Linked DNA regions of Mus musculus: regions 1, 2 and 4 are each linked to region 3. The links are chromatin contacts, called in public ChIA-PET and HiChIP or PLAC-seq maps. All regions are on one chromosome and are shown on one strand. Each heading gives the region's core, a stretch centred on a gene start, on an enhancer-like site or on the middle of the called end of the contact. The rest is flanking DNA. Distances are from core to core; before and after follow the strand shown.

Region 1 (2,700 bases), core at 13-2,512, 310 kb before region 3:
ATCAGTGGATACCCTAATGGGCTCCGTCAGGGTAACAGCTATGTGCAGCCATGATGGTACACACTTACAAATCCAGGACTTGGGAGGTAGAATCAGGAAGGTCAACCTTTGGCTATATAATGAGTTCAAGGCCAGGCTGGACTATATGAGATTAGCAGCTAAGTGCTGTAGCTCTTTACTAAGGCATGTACAGATTCGACCCATTTTTTTTTTTAATTCAAAAGATAACATATAGTTACCTGCTTCATAGCCTGTAAGACTCCTTGACACTAGGCATTATTGAGGTTGTTGGTTAAGGAAGATGGCAGGGGTTCCTCACATCAAGAATTTTCTCCCTCAAACCTGTTGTCCTCCTGCTTCAGTCTACAGAATGCTAGGATTGCAGATTCAACATAACACTTGGCTTGTTTCTCAAGTCCAGCTTTTGTTTGTTTTGTTGTTGTTTAAAGATTTATTTATTTATTTATTTATTTATTATACATAAGTACACTGTAGCTGTCTTTAGACACACCAGAAGAGGGCATCAGATCCCTTTACAGATGGTTGTGAGCCACCATGTGGTTGCTGGGAATTGAACTCTGGACCTCTGGAAGAGCCGTCAGTGCTCTTAACCACTGAGCCATCACTCCAGCCCCCTGCTTCTTTTTTTATCAGTATATCTCTGATTTTTTTTTGAGGATTTTTTTTAATGTGTATGAGTGTTTTGCTTCTGTGTATGTATGTATAACATGTGCGTGCAATGTCCAAATGGGGACCAGAAGAGGCATCAGACTGCCCTAGAACTGGAGTTAGAGACTATTCATTGTGAGCCACCATGTAGGTGTCAGGACTGAAGCTGAGTCTTTTGTAAGAGCAGCAAGTGCTCTTAACCTCAGAGCTGTCTCTCCAGTCTGGTTTTTGGGTTTTTTATGTGTAAATATCTATATACGTCATGTGTATGCTGTTGTTCATGAGGCCAGGGAGGGCATTAGATCCTCTGGAGCTAGAGTTACAAGAGGCTGAGCTACCCGGGTGAGCTCTGAGTCTCACACTCAGAACCTCTGGAAGAACAACAGCAAGTGCTCCCGATGGCTGAGCTCGCTCTCCAGCCCCTCCCCCTCCCCCTCCCCCTCCCCCTCCCCCATCACGAGTGCTGCTTTGATCTTTGGAGAAAACTTTATGATATAGGATGGGGCTTTCTTTGCTTTCCAGAGTGGCTGCTTCCACTCAGCTTCCTACCATCTCAGAGGCTGTGGCAACTGTTTCAAAAATGAAAGTAAAGGGTTTTAATTTGTTTCTGTTTCATTTTTGAGACAGGGCCTCATTTCTTGAGAGCCAACCTCAAATGTAGCGGAGGATAACTTTGAATCTGTGATCTACATCCCAAATGCAGGGACTGTAGGTATGGGTCACTAGGCCCAGTTTACTGCAGGGAATTGACATGTTGCTTGTATTCTAGCAGCCACGCCCCAGCTCCTAGAGTGCTCTTGTACTTTGAAGAGTCAGATGTATAGTTGCCAAGCTTTTAGGGATATGGTAGGCGATAGTGAAATAGACGTGGTTATAAAAGGGATCTTCTTTTTTGGAAGTTTAACCATCTTGGCATAAAATAAATACATCTAAGACGAAACAAACAAAAACAGACTGGCCTTGTTCCATAGCCTTAGCTGACCAGGCACGCATTTCCTAACCTATGCTGGCCTTGAACTCACTGAAGTCCTTTCCCTTCAGAAATCCTTTATTTTCAAATGTGTTGCTGTCTCAGGTTCCCTGAACTTATACCATGCACATGGTATACACACATCAATGGAAGCAGTGTCTGGGGTCCTGCACTCAGGCCCATACAAGCACTGCATTGGATATTGGTGCACATAGGTCCAAGGACAGAAGCCAGGGAGCAGGAGCCTGCTAGGACTCACTCAGCTTTCTTTTTTTTTTTAATTTTTATTTATTTATTACATGTAAGTACACTGTAGCTGTCTTCAGACACTCCAGAAGAGGGCGTCAGATCTCGTTACAGATGGTTGTGAGCCACCATGTGGTTGCTGGGATTTGAACTCTGGACCTTCGGAAGAGCAGTCGGGTGAGCCACTGAGCCATCTCACCAGCCCATCACTCAGCTTTCTTGAGCAAGCCAACCATAGTGCAAGCCAGGCATACTGACACGGGCTGGTAATCCTTACACTTTGGAGGCTGAAGCAGGATTCCACAAGTTCAAGGCCAGCATGTTCTAGATAGCAAGTTCCAAGCCACCATTGGGCTACATAGCAGAGCCTCTATAAAATGAAAAATAAGTAAATAACACTTGAACAGCCAGGATCCCGTGGGGAAACTCTAGAATTTAGCACAGCCTGTTCTCCCTGAGGCTCTGATGATTGGGCAGGACCGAGGAGGATGTCCTAATCTGGAATGAAGCCAAGGCCTTTCTACAGGTGAGTTGTTCCTAGGAGCTCAGGACATAGCTCTGGCAGGCTGCGCCCGCTCCCCCGCCCCCACTGGTCTTCCTAAGACCCACACAGGCACAGGTTCACCTGACCTGCCAGACTGCCCTCAGGTCTGATGTCTCTCCATGGACTCAGACCTTTTGATAATAGTCCTGTGGGACAGTGCTGTCCTCTGTGGGATGAGAGCAGCCCCAAGGTCCGCTGGAGGTTGAATGTCCAGTTTATTGATCTGTATTGCTTTAGGCTTCAGAGACTGTAACACTGAACAAACACCTTA
Region 2 (2,700 bases), core at 156-2,655, 330 kb before region 3:
CGTGTTGCCCAGAGTGGCCTCACACTGGAGACCCACCTGCTCTGCCTCCCATGTGTTTGCATCTTCTCAGCAAAGGGCTCATTAGAAAACTGATTTTGCATTATTGTATTATCCAACAAGATTTAATGTATCCAGTCTCTGTGTAATAATGAAGAGTACAACTAGAAATGTTTGTGCCCTTATTAGTCACATCGTTTATGTTTTGCACAACTCCAGTTCTTCTGTATGCTGTGCAAACACTCTACCCCTGAGCCACTCCCCAACCCAGTCACGCCATTTTAAGATCTTAAACTTCATCAGGGTATGGTGGCATATTTTGTAATCCGGCTCTCTTGTGCTCCCAGCACTTGGAAAATTGCGGTAAATGGATCACCATTTCAAGGCCAGGCTGTCCACATACTAAGTTCAAGTCAAGACTGGATAGCAAAACCCTCTTTCAGCCCTCTCTCTAGAAAACTTAGATTTCACATTATCCCAGTGCATATCGTTTGTGCTATAGAACAATTCTATAGAAACAATAACTTTAACAAGAGTTTCCCTACTCTGTGTATTAAACATTTTACTAGTTTAGAGTTTAGAGTTACTGTCACAGGATTACTAGAGCTTAAGTTTAAGTTTAGAGCTTAAGTAAAAGCCTTACACATAGCCTGGTGGTGGTGGCACACGCCTTTAATCCCAGCACTCAGGAGGCAGAGGCAGGCAGATATCTGAGTTCGAGGCCAACCTGGTCTACAAAGTGAGTTCCAGGACAGCCAGGGCTACACAGAGAAACCCTGTCTCGAAAAACCAAAAAAAAAAAAAAAAAAGCCTTACACATACAGGCAGTAAGTGTATGTTCTTCCACTAAGTATATGTTCTGGGTAGTTTTATTATTGCTAATTTTTATTTTAATATGGGGGTCTCTCCAAGTTTCCTGACTGGCCTTGAACATACTTTATAATACAGAGAGGCGTTGAACTTGAGAGGCTCCTGCCTCAGATCTTAGGCATGTACTACCATATCCTGTCTCTTAAAAGAAAACCACACAGAATGCCTAGGGCTTTCTCAGGCTTTGGAAGGGGGATTGCAAAGATAAAAGGCCCTGAAATGCAGATGTTGTTAGTATCTTAAAATCTGCCCGTAATTAGAATATGATGAGTTTCATCCCTCAAACTGTGTGTCTTGAGCTCCTTAGTGTGATTGATCAAAGCTTGATGAAAGCATTGATTGGTCAGATCCTGAGCTCTGTTGAAGGGAAACCCTTGCCTGAGGCTGTAAGGAGTTGGCATCTGTGGTAGTTAGATGCAGACAGAGGTTCTGCCCTTTAGAGTGCTGATGGCTGAGGAGGAAGAGCACTTCTCCTTGAACTGCTTCTGGTCCAGTACTTTTTCCCTTCCATAGCCCAGTGGCTTTTACTGTCATAAGGATTCTTGCTGTTCAGCTTCCCAGTCATTCCTGTCCTTCATGTGTCCTTGGTCAGGCAGGCTGCCCAGGACCTAATCCCTAAAAACTTGCTTTAGCCTCAGACTATTATCCTTAAACATTTTCTGTTTTTAACTTAACCCAGATAAAATCCCAGCATGTGTGTTGTCCTCAGGCTTGCTTTGGGGCTCAGGATTATGCTGCTAGGATTTCTTCAGATTGTGCTGTGTGTGCTGGGGGCCAGCACAGCAGTGCAGTGGGGAGCAGAACTTGCAGAGGGTGTGCCTGGGCAGCAGACTGCTGCTGTGACCAAGGCGGCTGAGACAGGTACCAGGTTTGAATGACAAAAATGAAGAAGACTTCATCAGATATTTCAAAACCAACTGTGACACTGCTGACTAATAACAAAACCAGGTGTCAGTTTAAGGTGAAACAGACATTGCTAGGTAGATGTCCTTGTAGAAGTACTTTTTAATTTAAGGGTGCAGTGGACTCTATACAAGCTATGGCTCTGGCACTCTTCTCTGATATCCACTATCAAGCAATCATGATTTAAAATTATTCATAATTTGACATTACTTCCCTTTTGGAAGGGTTGACATAAAGGGGCTCAATTTAGATTCTTAAAACTTTCACCTGGGCTGGTGAGATGGCTCAGTGGGTAAGAGCACCCGACTGCTCTTCCTAAGGTCCCGAGTTCAAATCCCAGCAACCACATGGTGGCTCACAACCATCTGTAACAAGATCTGACGCCCTCTTCTGGAGTGTCTGAAGACAGCTGCAGTGTACTTACATATAATAAATAAATAAATCTTTAAAAAAAAAAACTTTCACCATTCACAGCTGTACATGTTCATATAGTTCATTGATTTTCATAGCTCCAAAGTATTCCTTTATATGAAAATGAGGGAGCTGGAGAAATGGCTCAGCAGTTAAGAGCACTGATTGTTCTTCCAGAGGTCCTGAGTTCAATTCCCAGCAACCACATGGTGGCTCACAACCATCTGTAATGGGGTCTGATGCCCTCTTCTGGTGAGTCTGAAGACAGCAACAGTGTACTCACATAATAATCTTCAAAAAAAATTTTTTTTACCCATCTATACACATAAAATAAATAAAGTGATAAATGCCTTATTTCCTTCCTTCCTTCCTTTCTTCCTTCTTTTCTTTCTTTCTCTCTCTCCCTCTCTTTCTTTCTTTCTTTCTTTCTTTCTTTCTTTCTTTCTTTCTTTCTTTCTTTCTGTCTCTCTGTCTTTCTTGGTAGAGTGGAAGCACCTTCACAGGTGCCTGAGGAATGCT
Region 3 (2,700 bases), core at 194-2,693:
ACCAGGCTGGCCTTGAACTCAGAAATCCACCTGCCTCTGCCTCCCAAGTGCTGGGATTAAAGGTGTGCGCCACCACCGCCCGGCTCAAAGTCTTCTATTGAAATAAGACGCCAACGCAATGTCTTTGTGATCTTCGGGTACATCAATAAAACATTCTTTACCATTTTGTTGGGTAATGATTAGGTTTTGCTTGTTTCTGTTATTATTTCAAGACAGGGTCTTACTATGTGGCCCTGTCTGGCCTGAGCTATAGAGCAGGGTGGCCTGAATCTCAGAGTGCTGGGATTAAGAGGCGTGGGCCACCAAAGGCTGACCAACTATTAGGTAACAGGCACTAGCCTAAATATGCATGGGAAATAGAAGTATTCTTAGCCTTCAAGAGCTTAGCACGAGAAACTCATACCAACACTGCCCTCGTGTGCCACATATGATAAGACTCTACAACTGGACCTTTGTGAGGCATAAAAGGATTCTACTGTAGGAAAACCAAGCAGGTCCTGAAAGATGAGCAACATTCTTCAGGGTGATAAAGAGGAAAATAGCAATGCCCATAGAAGCGACTATAGAACTGTGCAAACACAAAGCCATGGAATTGCCTGGTGTGATGAGGTCCTGCAATTAATTCTGTGAAGCTGGTACACCCACGGATTGAGGATGATTGAGGTTAAGTTGGAAACCACTCAGAGAGTGACAAATGTAGGCTGACCAATTGATGAGCGCTCCACAAGCAGTTTGTACTTTATATCTTAAAAAGAAATAAAGCCAACGAGACGGTAACCATTGTAATCACGTTACTAGTTTTAGCCTTGAGAAAGACCCACAGCTAAGGGCACTCCAACCCCGGTGAGTTGCCACTGCCTCGGGTTCCTCATTAATAGTGCCCCAAGACTGAAAAGCGGTTCATCCCCTTTTCTCAGCTTTGGTCAGTACTGTCACCCCGCCCGCTGTGGCGATCCCGCCTTCCTGTGAGAGCCCCTGTGGTCCGACTTCAGCAGTTTCCGGAAGGAGACTGGCACTCGCTGTCGCCGCGGGGCGGCCTCCCTCTACGTGATCTAAGCATCCTTCCGGAGGCCAACAGACCTCGGTTTAGGGGTGGCTTCTCAGCTTGCCTCAGTTGGCGCAAAGGAAGGACCAGATTGCTGCCCCTAAAGTGCGTAAAGTGGCAGACGCTCAGGCGAGCCGCCATAGGGACGGACGCCAGCACGCGTAGTGGCCGGGGCGAGCATTGCTGGCTCTGCCGGGAGGCTCAAGCCAGCAGCAGACAAGCAAGGTAAGCTGGGCTGTGGGACGGAAGGTGGGGCGTCGGGCAGCTCACCTGTAAAAGGCAGAGTCCCCGAGTGGATTCCAGTTCGCAGTGTAACAGTCCATGTCTAGTACAGCTGGCGGCAAGAGTCGCCGAGGAAAAACCCGCCTAGCGCAAGCTCAGGCCGCACTTCCGCTTCCGCCCTTCGGGGTCACGTGACGAGGCCGCCTTAGCGGCCATCAGAACTGTGGGCAAGCTACGCTGAGCTATCGTCCTGCCCTCGGCGCGGCGGCCCGAGTGGACCTAGCCCTGGTTTCTGTCCTCCACAGCGGCCAACCTCGCTGCCTTTCTGACTCCTCCGGCGTTGGGGATCGCATAGGGCGGGACACGGGTGACCGAAAGTGGGAGCCATGAGCATCTGAGGCACAGATGCTGGAGGCGTTGGCTGGACCACCGTAGCGCACGCATGGCGAGCGCTGGGCGTCGAGCTGCGTACCTACAGCTAACCTGGGCACCCGGGCTCTGTGGGGCGGGATCTTTGCAGAACCCACCGCTCTCCAGGGGCATGGGATCATTGACTCTAGATCAGGACATCGCTGCCGAGACGCTGTCGCACGGCACCTGGGCCTGCCCTACTGGCCCGTGAATCCCTGGAGCCCCCGAGAGACTTGGTAACTGGCGCGAGCGGACGAATGCGCACGCGCGGGGCCGCCGTTGACACGTGGCAGGGCAAAGGCGTCTCTGCGCGCGCGAAGCGCTGTAGTCTAAGACTACGGCCCAAGTGACCCTTCTTCCCTCCGAGTGTGATAAAGGCTGCTGCCGTGTTGGGATTCGCCTTGCCGCTCCCACTTTCCTCCCCATTACACAGAGCAGCCAGGGAGGGGCCAGCGCGCATGGGTCATCTTGGAACAGACCGGACCTACCTAGAGTCCCTGCCCTCTGTCAGCTTATTGGCCTCTCCCTGCAGCTGGTGTCAGTGGCAGCATGGTCTTCTGTTTGGAAAACGAGATGCCACACCGCCTGCTGGGAAGCGCCATGGTCCACTTCCATGCCTCAGAAGTCCAGCAGCTGCTACACAACAAGTTCGTGGTCATTTTGGGGGACTCCAGTGAGTGACCACTCTAGGATGACATTTCACCGCCCTGTATCTTCAACCTTTTCTTTGTCTGCACGCCACATCTCCATTTCAGACTTCTCCATCTCTTACTCTGTTTCAGGACACTAGACTGCATTTTTTTCTTTTTTAAATTCCCTATGTACCTTCCCTGGGTGCCCCGGCATATCATTTGTGCACTATTTTTTAGCCCATGAGTGTGGCATCTTTATTTGTTGTTGCCCTTCATGATTTTCTTAAAAGGACCTGTGGGCTATGTTGTGTGTTTTCCTAGGGATGGGACCAACTTAATTTTGCCATTTGGTCTTTGGTCGCTGTACATAAGCTAGAGGAGAGGGAAATA
Region 4 (2,700 bases), core at 104-2,603, 270 kb before region 3:
GGGCGGGTGGGAAAACGAAGGAAACCATTCCTTAAACACTGCCAAAAGGGCTGAAGGGGGAAAGGTCACACTTCGGTCCTCTGAGACAGTGGTGCAGGAGTCTACAGACTGGGGTGGGGGTGGGAGTGGGTACTCCTGGCTCCTTTCTCCTCCTAATAAGGAGAGGTTGGGGAAATTGTTCCTTAAGTCTCCAGAGATTTTCTGGAACTGGAAGGGTTTGGACCAACCAAGTATTGGGGTGCTGCTAGGAAGCTATGCAAAAGACATAACATGAGAGACTGGGGTGGAAGAGGGATCCCGACCCTGAGTCAGCCATTCTGCCAGGCTCTTCAGCTTTCCTGAACCCCCACCCTGCAACACCACCAGCCTGGATAGAGCTAGGAGTCTTTTTTTTGGGGGGAAGGGGAGTGTTCGAGACAGGGTTTCTCTGTGTAGCCCTGGCTGTCCTGGAACTCACTTTGTAGACCAGGCTGGCCTCAAACTCAAAAAATCCATCTGCCTCTGCCTCCCAAGTGTTGGGATTAAAGGCGTGCGCCACAACTGCCGGGTTTAGGGCTAGGATTCTAAGGAGAAGATACTGAGAGGAGTTCCTAAGAGCTAAGTGAACAACATGGCATGTAGCCTCCTCCCAGGGCCTGCTTACCCCAACAAAGGCAGCGTGCGGCTATCCCTGAGTCATCACGGTTCTTAGAGATGGGAGGGATCCTGGAATAACGAGCGCGCGCGTCTGTGTGTGTGTGTGTGTGTGTGTGTGTGTGTGTGTGTGTAGGGGAGACTTCAGGACCCTCCGTACCTTCAATCCGAATGCCAACTTGGCTCACCATGCCTATTTATATGCAAATTCCCGCAACACTCCAAATGCCTTTCCAACTCACCCACCCCCTAACACGCTTGAGCAACAGTGAAAGGAACTGTGTGGAAGCTATCACGGAGTGGGAAGGAGTGGCTGGAGAATAGTACTTTACTTAAGTGTGTGCCCCAGGGACAATAGGAAGCTCAAGGTCTGTAGAATCACTGGGAAGCCACCGAAGGTTGGGTTGGGGTTAAGGAAAGAGGTGCTCAACGCACTTATCAGAACTCACCGCAAGCCGCTCTCCAGAGACCCGGCCACTTCCTAACCTGGGAGAGGGATGCGGAACCGAGAGCGGGCGCCAGCGGGTGAACACGCGGGAGCGTGGGCGGCTTAGGGCGCTAGCCCACGGGCAAGTGCAGAAAGCGGCGTAGGCGGGGGTTGGGGACCGCCCTGGCGGTCGGGGGCGTGGCGAGGGCAAAGGGGCGCGGCAAGGGAGGGTTGGGGGCGATTCGGCAGCCCGAGGGTGTGGCAGTCAGTGGCGTACAGCTAAGGTGGGGGCGGAGTTCCTCCAAGCTTTTAAAACAGGCGCGCCCCTTCCCTCCGGGCTCCAGTGAGTGTCCCTGCACTGCTCTGAAACTTCGTAGTCCCTCCCAGGCCGGCACCCCACGACTCTCAGGCCTGCGCACGCGAGCCGCCGAGGATCCAGAACAGACCTCGCGGGTGAGGGCGCGACTTTGGCTGGAAGCAGCCTCACGCCGCACGGTTAGGAGCGCGGCGCGGCTCGCAGGAGTGTCGCCGGCTCCAGCTGCGAGCCGGCCCAGAACCACGGAGTCCTGATTGAGAAGCCCGGGCCATGGCCACGCCAGGCGTGTATGCCAGCGCCGGCCTCTCAGGCCTGGGTGGGCGAGAGGCTGTGCCGGCTTTGCGCCTCCGGAGGGGTTCGACCAAAAGAGTTCCGAATGTCAGTGCGCGCGCGCGGGGCAAGGGGCGGCCTGGGACACCGTGGGCATCCTGTCCGTGTTTGTTCTGCGTTCGCGGTCTTGACACACACACCCTCAGCAACTGAAGGAAAGATGTAACGTAGCCGGCGGAGGGGAGGGTTGGGAGCTCCGAAATGGGCAGGGTGGCGCTTTGGTGTCCTCAGCACCGGATTGCGTTCCGCCGCCTAGAGTTACGATTCATCAGAGCTGGGTGTATCCGGCCACTCACCTGCACGTGGGTGTGGTCTGTTCCCCTTAGCTACCGCCCCAAGTGCCTCCAAATCCTGCCCATCTACTCACTCTCAGTGGCTGCAAACATGGACTACATCTTTTTCTCGTACAGGCCCATCCTCCCGTGCGTCCTTCTTTGCACAAACATCTCGGATAGTACCTCCAATCTCTGTGTACTGCACACCCACTCTACCCCTTCTTTCCGGCATCGCAGGACACGGTACAACCCTGGGATAGAGGCAGTTGCTGGGTCGGTCCCCTGGGTGACCCCTAGGCCATTGAAGAGATGGGAAGAACTGCGTCTGAGATGGGCATGTGTGGCCCTTGGCAACCAGGGCAGATCTGAGGAGAGGCTCACCCCCACCTCAAAGTGCTGGGCGAGGCTGGGCTGGATCCAGGGAGGAGGCGATTTCCAGTTGTCTTCCTCCAGAACTGGATGGGGCTCAGTCAGAGACGCTTGGATTAATGAGCCGAGTACTGATGATAATTTAGTGATGACATGACCTGAGGAAGTACTCTTCACTTCCCTGGCACGCATAGGAAGTCCATACTAGGCAGACTAAGGGATTTAATACCTTACAGTAAGGATGGTCATCCCAGACACTGCAGGCTCCCCTACATAGTACTTTGACCCCCACCTCTCTCATGCAAGTGGGCTTGCATGTGTTCCTAGGAAGGATGAGGAATCATCAGGCA

What was found. ChIA-PET counts read pairs in DNA pulled down with a chosen protein or histone mark. HiChIP or PLAC-seq counts read pairs in DNA pulled down with a chosen protein or histone mark.
Region 1: a contact with region 3 is called in an RNA polymerase II ChIA-PET map of memory CD8 T cells, with 53 read pairs. The contact joins the enhancer-like site here to the promoter of Vps16 in region 3. A contact is called at or near these places in 1 of 39 promoter capture datasets (the C10 cell line), 1 of 484 Hi-C or Micro-C datasets (CD4 T cells) and 4 of 115 datasets of contacts at active chromatin or transcription factors (large pre-B cells, memory CD8 T cells, microglia and 1 more).
Region 2: an H3K27ac HiChIP or PLAC-seq map of T-cell acute lymphoblastic leukemia shows a contact between it and region 3, with 2.5 times the contacts expected there. The contact joins the enhancer-like site here to the promoter of Vps16 in region 3. A contact is called at or near these places in 1 of 39 promoter capture datasets (hippocampal neurons), 2 of 15 datasets of contacts at CTCF or cohesin (large pre-B cells and pro-B cells), 7 of 484 Hi-C or Micro-C datasets (B cells, the G1E-ER4 cell line, LSK cells and 4 more) and 5 of 115 datasets of contacts at active chromatin or transcription factors (the SCID.adh cell line, T-cell acute lymphoblastic leukemia, bone marrow-derived macrophages and 2 more).
Region 4: a contact with region 3 is called in an RNA polymerase II ChIA-PET map of memory CD8 T cells, with 19 read pairs. The contact joins the promoter of Slc4a11 here to the promoter of Vps16 in region 3. A contact is called at or near these places in 4 of 115 datasets of contacts at active chromatin or transcription factors (embryonic stem cells, extraembryonic endoderm stem cells, large pre-B cells and 1 more) and 2 of 9 other capture datasets (adipose tissue and liver).

The regions. Positions count from the first base shown.
Region 1 is chr2:130,732,228-130,734,927 of GRCm38.p6, reverse strand. All of the region lies in intron 27 of 4930402H24Rik (RIKEN cDNA 4930402H24 gene), which reads left to right. Among named protein-coding and RNA genes, the nearest start is that of Slc4a11, 36 kb to the right of the region's middle. Within about 2 kb of position 1,262, at least 22 of the 459 cell types and tissues checked have an H3K27ac peak or open chromatin away from gene starts, as enhancers often do. A contact at or near this core is called in memory CD8 T cells and pro-B cells, where this site is marked.
Region 2 is chr2:130,758,021-130,760,720 of GRCm38.p6, reverse strand. The region is part of intron 20 of 4930402H24Rik (RIKEN cDNA 4930402H24 gene); the gene reads left to right. Among named protein-coding and RNA genes, the nearest start is that of Slc4a11, 62 kb to the right of the region's middle. Within about 2 kb of position 1,405, at least 11 of the 459 cell types and tissues checked have an H3K27ac peak or open chromatin away from gene starts, as enhancers often do. A contact at or near this core is called in T-cell acute lymphoblastic leukemia, where this site is marked.
Region 3 is chr2:130,423,063-130,425,762 of GRCm38.p6, reverse strand. It overlaps Vps16 (VSP16 CORVET/HOPS core subunit), which reads right to left and starts at 1,443. Exons shown (of 24, transcript NM_030559.3): 1 at 1,316-1,443. The coding sequence starts at 1,368. It overlaps Pced1a (PC-esterase domain containing 1A), which reads left to right and starts at 1,475. Exons shown (of 7, transcript NM_178762.4): 1 at 1,475-2,351. The coding sequence starts at 2,228.
Region 4 is chr2:130,696,172-130,698,871 of GRCm38.p6, reverse strand. Slc4a11 (solute carrier family 4, sodium bicarbonate transporter-like, member 11) reads left to right here and starts at 1,353. Exons shown (of 21, transcript NM_001081162.1): 1 at 1,353-1,513; 2 at 2,117-2,224.